Linked DNA regions of Danio rerio: region 1 is linked to region 2. A link is a contact called in public HiCAR-type data. All regions are on one chromosome and are shown on one strand. The core of a region is the stretch at or near the end of the contact, and the rest is flanking DNA. Distances in the headings are between cores, read along the strand shown.

Region 1 (5,928 bases), core at 1,924-4,423, 100 kb after region 2:
TCTATTGATCCAACACCAAAAAACACTATTCCAAAAACTCTAGAAAAATATCCCTCTAATAGCTCAAACAAAGCTGCTGAACTTGCCGACCCACAAAGGGAGCTCAGTTCTTTCAATCGACTCTGATTTGACTATATGACAAGGTGCAGGGAAAGTTCATGAGAAGCCGACCATTCATGACTGTTGGTTTTGTAATATGTGGCTGAAATGTTCCTTGTCTGTAGAAAGAAACCTATTGAAAATGTTTCTCCACAGCAGGAAAGCAATTATTTCCGAAATGTGATGTTTGCAAAGAATAAAAAGCACAGTAATACTGAGGTAATAAATAGTTGCTAATGATATTAATATTTGCTGAAACTTGTTAAGGAGTGTTCCAACTAGGGGTGTAACGGATCTAGGCATGGGATGATAACTGTTTTCAAGATATACAGTGGTCAGGAAAAGTCAAGGTTTTAAAACCTTTGAAAACATTTTCTGTTTTACCGTTCCTACGGTATGTGTAAAATACTTTTTTGGTTATGCTTTAGGACAACAATATCTCTCCAGCAGAAAGATATCCAAAGGAGCCATTTTAAATTGTAAAAAAAATCAGTTTTTGCAACTAACAAAGACAACAGAAGTCAATGATTCATTTAAATTATTTAGCCTGACATGTTACTGTTCCACAATATTTAAAACTTTCTCAAATTAAAATGTATTGTGTTCAAAGGGGAAAAAAGTTTTTGTTTTTTACACAGACATATAAAAAGAATATATTTTAGAGTGGTAATCACAATACTGCGAAATAAAAAAAAAAAATATTGGCTACATTCAAAATCTGCATTCTTGTACTGCATTTGAATTGTTATTTACAACTCAACAAATAGAAAAGTACGTTATGAATTTGAGTGGTATGAATGAAGCTCGGTTGTACTACATCCGCCGTTTTATCATGTTCACGGGAAACACCAGCTTCACTCCCATTCATGATTTCTCTCGTGGTGCATCATGAGATAGTGTAGCGTCCATCAGATGCGCACTTCAAATCCCGTCGGAAGTAGTAGGTCATCTGGTACTTCTCGCATCCTGTTTTTCGATTTCTTTGAATTCGGACATATAACTCAGCTTTCATACTGTTTTTAGCGCACTATATAGAATATAAGTATGCCATTTCGGACGCAGTCGTTGTGTTCAAAGTAGTAAAAAGTTCTTGTTTTTTACCCAGACATTTAAAAAGAATATATTTTAGAGCAGTAATCACAATACAGTGATATTTTTATCCAAGGTTATCATACGGTTAGAATCTTACAAGCCATGCCTAGAAAGTATCACAAGAAAATGAAAGATTGATTCACTTTTCTTTGCTAAACAATTATAGTAACTTTACTAAGAGGATTCAGTGTATTTTTAATTCATACAGTGAAGAAAAAAATTAAATAAGATTAGATTGCTTGATTCAATTTCTTTAAAGCTATTATTTTTATTATTTATTGCCACATAAGCAACATAGGCCATTTCATGGCAAGTTAAATATAGATAAAAACATATTAGCTATTATGTATTTTTGTTTAATTTATTTGCATCTTTTTCTATTTTATTTATTCTATTGTTTGTAATTTCCTTTTATGCTATTAACTGACTGTTTCAACTGTTTAAAAGGTTGCTCAACTTGGTGTAAGTAGAAAAATGCAGAGTTTGGGATTCATCTTTACCGTCTTTGCTGGCGAGAGCACTTCGAACTCCATGCCAAAGAAGTGCAATCTCTTCATCTGTTGGAGTCCGGTCCAAACAGATCCCATTCTCTCCACACCTGCGCCTGCCACTGTCTGCAAGGGCATCTGGAGGGGAGAGAGAACAGACGCCCGCCTCGTGGCTGTAGGTATAGCAAAGTGGCGCTGGAGCACAGATACCATCTGTTCTGAGGACAGGCGGAGAAACTACATTCTGGAGATCTGGAGCATCTTTGTACATTGTCTGTACACCTTCATCGGCCTTGGAAATGTACACGGGACACTCAGCTAGGTCAACCTCCGCCACTTCAGGTTTTGGAGGGGGGCGAGGTACCAAGCTTTTCCCTTGGGTCTTGGCCACATGTTGTGCTTCTCTGGCAGATTGGGGCCTGATGATAGTGCCCTTCCTGGCCCGGGAGGTAACGGGACACGAGGAGACTCTGGCTGAGCGCACTCTCCGGGGAGTCCTTGGGCCCCCAATGCAGAGGGATCTTTTTTGAGAGGTGGGCTCCTTGATATGCTCCTGTGCACGGCTTTCTTGGGGCCCTACATCTGCCCAGGCATGTCTAGTGGATTGGGGCCCAGCAGGGACAGCAGAGGTCTTACTGGAGATGTTCTTTGATACCCCTGTGAGTAAATTCACATGGTCCGAGTGATCTGCAGAAAGCTGTTTATGGGTTTGTTGAGGCAGGTTAGCATGTCTGTTGGGGTCGCCAAACACTCGTTCCTCCCCCTCAACTCTATGTACTTCATCAAACCAACGCAGTTTCTTCTTAATATTTCGTTTTTTCTCAGGCTCATTGAGTTTTGCCCTTGCCAGCTCTACGCTGTCCCGGATTAAAATGGCCACTTCCTTGGTGAAAAGCAAATGGCTAGGGGTGTACGTGAATTTGACGTTTGCGGATTTGGATTTTAAATGGTTTTTAAGAATTCCTTTCAAGAATCTGACGTTGTTTGGCGCACAATGGGTCACGGGGTCTGCAGGTGTTCTGTTAGGTTCCTCTGTGCCTGTGGAAGACTTCAACATTCCGGCTTTTGCCAATTTGGTGACATCCGTTTCATTTTTAGGATCTATGCCTATAGCTTCCTCTATGCACAGTGGTTTGGATTCTGCTTTGAGCCTGGGGGCTTCATCTACATATGGTTTGTGTTTTTGCAACTGTAAAGAACTCACTGCTTCTGTTTGTTGTAAGTTTGGGGAACTCAGGTCAGTCTGATATGTTATGCTAAGACGGGCATTTGAGCTTGAAAAGGCTTCAATTGGACTGTTGCTGTGTTTGCATCTGCCCGTTGGAAGACTGGTCTGCATTACTGATGAATGTTTAGCATACTTTTCCTCAAGGGCTCTTGTCTGCTGTTGGGATTCTGACTTTAAGTCTTTAGTCAGACTTGAGAATTCCAGGGGTGTGGTATCTGGCAAGGCTTGTGTTTTGCAGTGGGCAACCGCAGTTCCTTTGTCTTTCAAAATGTTCCCTTGAGCGTTCCTGTCATTATCGTGAGTCATATGTTCTGAATTAGCCACTAAGTCCTGCTGAGTCAATTCTTTTTGGCAACCATGGGCGTCGAAAGCCTGTGATTGGTCCTTCAAGTTGTCAAATCTGTGTTGCGTGAGATTTTGGAGATTCCGGCTTTTCTCTGCTGACTCATAATACCTTAGTGAATGTGAGTTAACAGCGAGATCACTTTCCTTGTTTAAAATCTCCTCCAGGAAACTCTTAGCTATGGAAGAGGCAGGGTGAGATGGTCTCAATGGTGATGGAAGACAGTTGGATTCTTGAAGCTTAGGGTTATCCAATGGATTGTAGAAAGACTGGGCACAGGTGGTGCTTTGCTGTGAGCTACAAACCGGTAGAGTGTCATGGCTCTTCTGAGGGTCTCCGTTCTCTAAGCTGTCCAGACTAGACAGACTCTCTGTCTCACTACATGGGGTATCAAGATACTCCTGAAAATCAATACGAAAAAAAAAAAAAAAACATTAGAGCACTTATGCACTGATATTGACAGACTGAGTGCTTTTTAGAGATCATGTTGCATTCAAGCTGCAGAGGGATAGAAAATAACACATAGTCAGTTAATCTTTAACTGTAAGGGAAATAATGTCAGTTCCAGCAACAACTTTTTACAATGAATAGAAAGACAGATCAATGGGGTCGATAAGACTTTTAATGTATATGATAGATATGTTTTATGCTTACCAAGGGTGCATCTGTTTAACTAGATATACGCTAAAACAATAAAATTGTATAAAGTAAAATATGTTCTTATTTTAATAGATTTAAAAATTTAAATCCATTCTCATCCATTCTTATTGAAATCCCATGTCTCAATTCTCATTTGACACGTTGTTTTCCCATATATATATATATATATATATATACACACACACACACACACACACACACACACACACACACACACACACACACACACACACACACAAACACACACACACACACACACACACACACACACACACACACACACACACACACACACACACACACACACACACACACACACACACACACACACACACACACACAGAGTTGAAATCAAAATTATTACCCCTCTCTTTAAATTTTTTTTATATTTCCCAAATTATGTTTAACAGAGCAAAGAAATTTTCACAGTAAGTCTGATAATATTTTTTCTTCTAGAGAAAGTCTTATTTGTTTTATTTCAGCTAGAATAAAAGCAGTGTTTAATAAAAAAAAACATTTTACACATTTGATATTTAATGGTCAAAATTATTATCCCCTTTAAGCTTTTTCGATAGTTTACAGAACAAACCATCATTATACAATAACTTGCCTAATTAACCAAGTTATTGAATAAATAAGCCTTTAAATGTCACTTTAAGCTATACAGAAGTGTCTTGAAAAATATCTAGTTAAATATTAATTACTGTCATCTTGACAAAGATAAAATAATTCAGTTTTTAGAGATGAGTTGTTAAAAGTATTATGTTTAGAAATGTGTTGAAAAAATCTTCTTTTCGTTAAACAGAAATTGGGGAAAAGATAAACGGGGGTAATAATTCAGGGGGTTAAAAATTCGGACTTCAACTGTATATATGAAGTAAAGCTAATACATTTGATCATTCATGAACATATTTGTAAATTCAATGGTTGAAAAAAATATATATTTAAAGTATCTCTTTTTTTCTCAATATTTTGAAATATACACTACCAGTGAAAAGTATGGGGTCATTTTTTTCAATTATTATTATGTTCATCGAGGGAGCATTTATTAAATGTAAAAAATGTTGAATTGTTAAATATTTATTAAAAGTTTAAATAACTGCTTTCTTATTGTACATAATTTCAAATATAGTTTCAAATGAAACTCCAGTCATTATTGTTTTTATTACTATTACCATTAATAATAACAATATTAATAATGATAAAAATAACTCATAATAATGGGCATCACGGGGGCGCAGAAGGTAGCACCCTATCCTATAAATAGGGCTGGATAAGTTGGTGATTCACTCTGCTGTGGCTACCCCAGATAAATAAAGGGACTAAGCCGAAAATAAATGAATGAATGAATAAATAATCATAATAATTAATTTTAGAGTGATACTGACCCCAAACTTTTGACCGGTAGTGTATTTTGAATGTGAAATCCAAACAAAAATTTGTATATTATATGTAATTTGCATATATTGCCATATATCAGATTTCTATACAGATTGGGGCTGATTAAGCTATTATTTTTATAACTGTGTTTAAAGCTTATTATTTTTGTGGAAACTATTTTTTTTTCAGAATTAACAAATGAAAAGACAGTTAATCGACAAAAATAATCAGAATTTATTTGAAATATAAATTATTTGTAAATTTATCAATTAAATTGCTTGAAATTTTTTTTTAAAACCTCAAATATACAAAATATGACAAAATAAAATAAAATAGAAAACTGGAATAAAAGCTAATATATTATATTTTTCTACATTTTACATACAGCAAGGACAAATCTACATTTATGCAGGAGGAACGAAGTTTTAAGGATTTATAATTTTGCATCTGCACCAGAAAGCCTCAGCAATATATAATACAAAATATAATAGCTAACCGAATTTCCAGAAGGAAAACCAATGACAGCCAGTGCACAATGGTCACGGGCATCGAAGGGTATTTCAAAAGTCTGACGACATTTGTGCACAGGATAGAACACATTTCCAAGAAGACCTGAGCCAAAGATCTATCCTATAAAT
Region 2 (5,646 bases), core at 2,633-5,132:
AATTTTAGGCCCAATTGATTTTCTATCAGAGGATATAAATTGTTATGCATTTTCATTATAAGTAGTCCAGTACTGTACCTGTCTCCATCTCATCCACACTGTTGAGGAAGTCGTCTGGAGTGCGAGGGACGCTGTAACTGCTCATGCTCAGGCCACTGTCTGTGCTCTCGTCTCTAGAGTGATATGTCCCGCTGCACAGAACAACACCATTAATAACTTTAAGTGTTTAAATATCAGTTATGTGTACGGATCAAAGATGAGGCATCAAACTTAAAGAACAGTTCACCCAAAGTTAAAAGTTATGTGATCAATTTCTCACCCTCATATCACTCTAATCCCTTGAGGCATTTGTTCATATTATTCGGTAAACAAATGATAAAACTTCTGATCAAACCAGAGAGCTCCCTCATCCTCCACAGACAGGTATAGCTCGATTAACATTTTTTCCCTCTATATCTTCTCATCAGGGCGCCAGGTTGTATGTTTACTACCAGCTATACATTGTAAAGCAGCAAAACACATAATCGTTGTACTGCCGGAAGTAAGCGCGGCCTGACATGGAAAACAGACAAAAACTTGTTTTTACAGTTTTTTGGCAAATAAAAGTGTACTCAGAGCTTTATATGGTTATTTTTGAACCACTGAAGTCATATGAATATTTTTTGCAATGATTTTGTTTGCTTTTCTGGACTGCTGTTTAAGGAGGATGTGAGATTTCATCTAAAATGTCTTCACATTTGGGTTCCAAAGAAAAATGAAGGTCTTTGGAACTACATGAGGGTGAGTAATTATTAACAGAATGTTCATGGTGAACTAAATCAGGACATTACCTTCTAAAACATTAAATATACAGCAAGTAATGCTCTGAGGTTTCATATAACTACTGTGAAAAAAAATGTCAAAACAGTATGATAAAAATTTGCTTTCTATATTTTTACAGATTTTTTTTTTTAATAGCACTTTTATTTTGTAAAAGTATATTGTACACTTCCAGTGTTGCCAGAATGGGCATGTGTCTGTAAAAAAATGGCATAGCCGGGTTGACAAAATGTGGGCGGTTTTAAAGCGTAAATTTTATATGCAACTTATTTAACAAAACATAACTGCGTGCTCCTACTCCATTCAGTTTCTAGTGACCAATGCATAGTGCAAACCCCTTGGGCTCACCCGCAACAGGAGGTGAAGGAAAGTTGTATCAAAATCTGACACCCAGGACAAATCTGACTCCCCTTCGCAGTTAAACTCACAGCAGTTCATCATTACACTTATCTATCTTTTTTTTCCACAATTGACAGCAAGAACAAACATAGAAGTACTGTCTAATTAACAAGCAGCACCTAATTCTATTCAAAAGAATTTAAAACACCAAATGGGACGATTTTTTACCCCATTTTGAAAGTGAAACTCTAGGTAGTGTAATCTACATAGCAATAAGTGCAGCGTGTGTTTTGATGTGATCCGGTTATGTTGTGGTTCTTTGACTGCTGGTTGGTAAAAAAAATTATGACAGTTACAGTAACTCGGTTTATTAATTAATAATATAATTTATTTCATGTAAATAAATTTAAATAAAATAAAGCAATTCCATGCAATGTCAACCTTGCCATGAAAAAAATAGCAAAACCCCCTTTTTTGTGTGTGTGTAGGCTTGTATTTTAAAGTACTGCACAAATGCTCAAAAAGTATTTGTCAGTGTTTTCAAACTATTATATCTGATTTACTAAAGTCACACAAGTGGCAATTTCACATCTGTCACTTCCATAACGAAAAAGTGTCCCATCCATAACCAAGATTTTCTCTTATAAATGCAAAAACATCAAATCAAATCAATCATGTTTATTCTATAGTGAGTCAACTCTTACCCTTTTAGTTGGCATTAATTTTTTTGGGGTTGTGCAGTTTAATTCACTGAATTTCTACAAAGCATGTTGTGCACTGTAAACTTGCAGACCTTTTTGGTCACATCCATAACGCATGTTTATTTTCCTCATTTAAAATATAAAATATGTTTACGGATTGATATTGTTCTGATCCTGTAACTCTGTGCTTTAGTTGCTTTAAAAAAATATAAACAGATGTTTCAATATACTGTTATACTTTCTCTGTGAATTTATGTTTCGAGTTTTTACTGCAAATGTCACATCAATAACGCTGGAATTGCTTAATATTCTAGTATTTAAGGCAAGATTTGGGTGTGGGGGCAGGTTTTGGACATCTTTTGAGCTGGAAAGTCAGCTATATCTGGCAACACCGATCAAATCAAAATCAAGGATCAGAAATGTTAAATATACTGCAGATCAACACACACTTGATTAAATCCAAACCCAAACAAGCCAAGACTATAATTATATACTACAATTGAATCTCCGATGGCTGAGGGAAAAGGTTACCAAAAAGAACATGGCATCTTTTGTATAAAGGTGGATTTATCCCAATAATGTTAGACCTTTTTCTTGGCTGCTGCATAGAAAGCGTTATACCGACCAGCGTCTTCCGGTCGAATGTTTAGAACTTCCGGTTACAGCGTTTACAACTGGTAATTTGCACTCCAAAAATGGATATCAATAGCGTTTGAGTGGATTACGTGTGTGTTTTTGTGAAAGGTGTGTATTAAAGCCGTTATAATCTGTCATTCGTGGTTCAAGCACGAGAGAAAAACGTTCTCCTAGTTCACATCTCTGCTGTGAGAAATACAGTGGCTGTGTGTTTCCCCGGCCTGTCAGCTGTTAGCTCAGCGGCTCTTCAATATTTCACTGCATCATAGAGCAAACCAGATTACTGCCATTAAACTTAACAGGTATGCAAGTCATGCAGTTTACAAAAATGACCAATAAAAGTCTGTTACTGATACTCAGCTGGCTGATTTGCTGTTCATTCTAATCAGGAGCAGTTTACCTTTCATTTAGTGTGTTGTATTTTCAGATTTGTGTTTTTCTGTCATTTCAAAGTGTCGCTTTATTTTCACTTTTTCACAGTTATTAAATCAGTGTGTCAGTGGGACAGTACAGGTGACTTTAGTGATGACGAGGCTTCATTTAAACAGTAGAAGATGCCGTCTGACAATGTGAAGAAAATGCCTCACTGCCCTCACAGCAGTTGTTTTCCCTCCATTAGACATTTTTTTAAATGATCAGTCCAGGAGGTGGCGCTGATCGACAACAGTATTAGTTCAAAGATGATAAAACAGGTAAATAAATTAAAACTATTGTTACAAAGCTGTCCAAATGTGACTGTTTATCCGCATCAGCTGCCGACCGGAAGTTCTTAGCATTCTCCTTGCGCATACACGCAAAGCATAATGGCTAATTTTGGGTTCCAAAAAAAGGTCTATAGAAAAATCACAATTTTATGAAGTCATTTCAAAGAATGAGAACGTGCAGAGCTGTGACTTTGCAGAAAATGTCCTTTTAATATACTAATAATTGTGCTAGTACTGAGCTATACCAATTATAGTGATTATTATACACCTTCACAAGACAATAATCATTTACAAAGTGTTGCAAGAAACTTCCTCTTGACATCTCTACATTTATTTGCAATAATAGCTAATAATAATGACTGCTTATTCTGCTACTAATTGCTGTAAGAGTTTGTGCATGTCCTCCTCCTCCCTGTGGCCTGTGTTGAACTGCTTTTGAGAGTCATTGTAAAAGGTGTTGTTTTGCTGGTGGTCTGAAAAAAAGCGCTCTATAAATAGCAGACAGGCCGTTTAGCAATGAGGGCTCAAATAAAGGGGCCAGAGGACATGCTACAGTGAAGGAAAATACAGCAAGTTTCTCTAATGAAGAGAATGAAATGTGGCTGGAGTGCATGAGAGTTGCTGGATGAATGAGCTCTTTGTGAGTGCAGTGTGAGTGGTGGGGGTGAAGGGGACGGCCGTGTATGAGACCGAAACCACACAGGCCGCCTTTTTACATCTTTTACATGAGAGCTTATGAGGATGGATTCATGTGCTGGACTGCCACTGGAGGGCGCAATTCTCTGAAAAAGCACTAAAATTCATTCATTTTCTCACCCTCGCATATTTCCTTTTTTTGTGATTATTATTATTTACATGACAAAACACCACAAACACATATGACAGGTAGTATGTAGGACTAAAAAATAATGAGAGGGTAAAATGAACAAAAATGCTGATCTAGGAAGAAAGAAAAAAATGGGTTAATAAAAAAACAATAGTAATATGTGTGATTTATGGTGTTGCCAGGGGGGGATTTAGTGATTTGTGGGCCCTAAGCAATTCCTGCAGTAATATGCACCCATTGGATTTGTATTTATTTATTTAGCTGCCTTTTTCTTACACCACTCCGTCTTTTTTCTCCATTTTAATGCAATTATAAATTTTTTTAAGATTTATTTGCTTAAATTGAATTCCTAGCTAAAATTATTGAATAGACTTTTGGATTTGATTTTTATAACTAAATCTTCACCTGATTTGACTGCTAGACTGATCCATGATTGGGAGTGGGGGGACACATTTGCAGAGATGTGATAATCAGGGTGAATCTGTATTTGTTAGACACTCACAGAATAAAATATGTCTCAAAATGCTATTTCATATAGTTTATAAAAACATCTAGGTATTTATTGGGGGCCGTCAAATTTCCTGGGGCCCTTAAGGCTGGTTTATACTTCTATCTCGAGTGAACCGGCACATACCTTGCGCGTAGTTGCAAGATGTCCTCGCTGCAGCCCGCAGCTTGATATCGTAGACCAGTGGTCACCAAACTTGTTCCTGGAGGGTGAGTGTCCTGCAGATTTTAGCTCCAACCCTAATCAAACACACCTGAACAAGCTAATCAAGGTCTTACTAGGTACACTTGAAACATCCAGGCAAGTGTGTTGAAGCAAGTTGGAGCTAAACCCTGCAGGGACATCAGCCCTCCAGGACCGAGATTGGTGACCCCTGTCATAGACGATCGTCAACTATGTAACGGACCTTGTACCGCCCTAAGTTTACGCTCATGCTACCATGATGGTTGGGTTTAGGGTAGGGGGAGGTGTAGGCGATCGTCAACCACGTAGCAGACCTGGTTAACTACGTCATCAAGCTGGGGGCTGCAGCGAGGACTGTCTCCATAGCTGTGCATTTATACTTCTGCATGCTGTTTGTGTTGCTCTGCATTAGCACTTCAGAAACGCTAGCTGGCAGTAGGTTTTTAAGTTCCTCTATGTCCAGTTTCTTTACTGGTGTTTGGACGTCAAACTTGCTCATTCAAAGGCGGGAACCGATGGATGTGCTTTAATCATAAGATAAACAAAATAAAAGTTTTCATCTGGAGCTCCTTTTCACGATACTCGACACTTGTAAACACTCATTCCATCGGCTCTCAGCACCGCCCACACTCGTCACAGCTACCCAAGAAGACCAATCACAGAGCTTGTTCTATGTGTTGTTGCGACGTGTAGTTACATTTTTTAAAGAGTGCAAGTCGACATCAGCCATGGCGAGCCTTAAGTGGCTTACTATTAAATCTGCCCCTGGGTGTTGCATGAAAAGACCATCCTGTCTTTTTTAAAGAGTTACAAATTTTGTTCATTCAGCACAAGTGAAGTTTTTTTCTTTTCTTTTTTTTAAAATTCAAATCTGAGAGATTTCTTGAAAATCTGCACATGCAGAGCTCTTTAAAATGTTCTTAAAGAGGT

Evidence for each region. HiCAR-type assays count read pairs that join an accessible place to other places.
Region 1: a HiCAR-type map of caudal fin shows a contact between it and region 2, with 6 times the contacts expected there. The contact joins two enhancer-like sites. A contact is called at or near these places in 4 of 18 Hi-C or Micro-C datasets (caudal fin, embryo and an unstated tissue) and 1 of 4 datasets of contacts at active chromatin or transcription factors (caudal fin).

The regions. Positions count from the first base shown.
Region 1 is chr18:40,312,833-40,318,760 of GRCz12tu, forward strand. cep126 (centrosomal protein 126) reads right to left here. Exons shown (of 15, transcript XR_012394082.1): 8 at 1,692-3,651. Among named protein-coding and RNA genes, the nearest start is that of cep126, 24 kb to the right of the region's middle. Within about 2 kb of position 3,174, at least 11 of the 62 cell types and tissues checked have an H3K27ac peak or open chromatin away from gene starts, as enhancers often do. A contact at or near this core is called in caudal fin, where this site is marked.
Region 2 is chr18:40,211,664-40,217,309 of GRCz12tu, forward strand. It overlaps yap1 (Yes1 associated transcriptional regulator), which reads right to left. Exons shown (of 8, transcript NM_001139480.1): 7 at 79-191. Among named protein-coding and RNA genes, the nearest start is that of tmem123, 18 kb to the left of the region's middle. Within about 2 kb of position 3,883, at least 41 of the 62 cell types and tissues checked have an H3K27ac peak or open chromatin away from gene starts, as enhancers often do. A contact at or near this core is called in caudal fin, where this site is marked.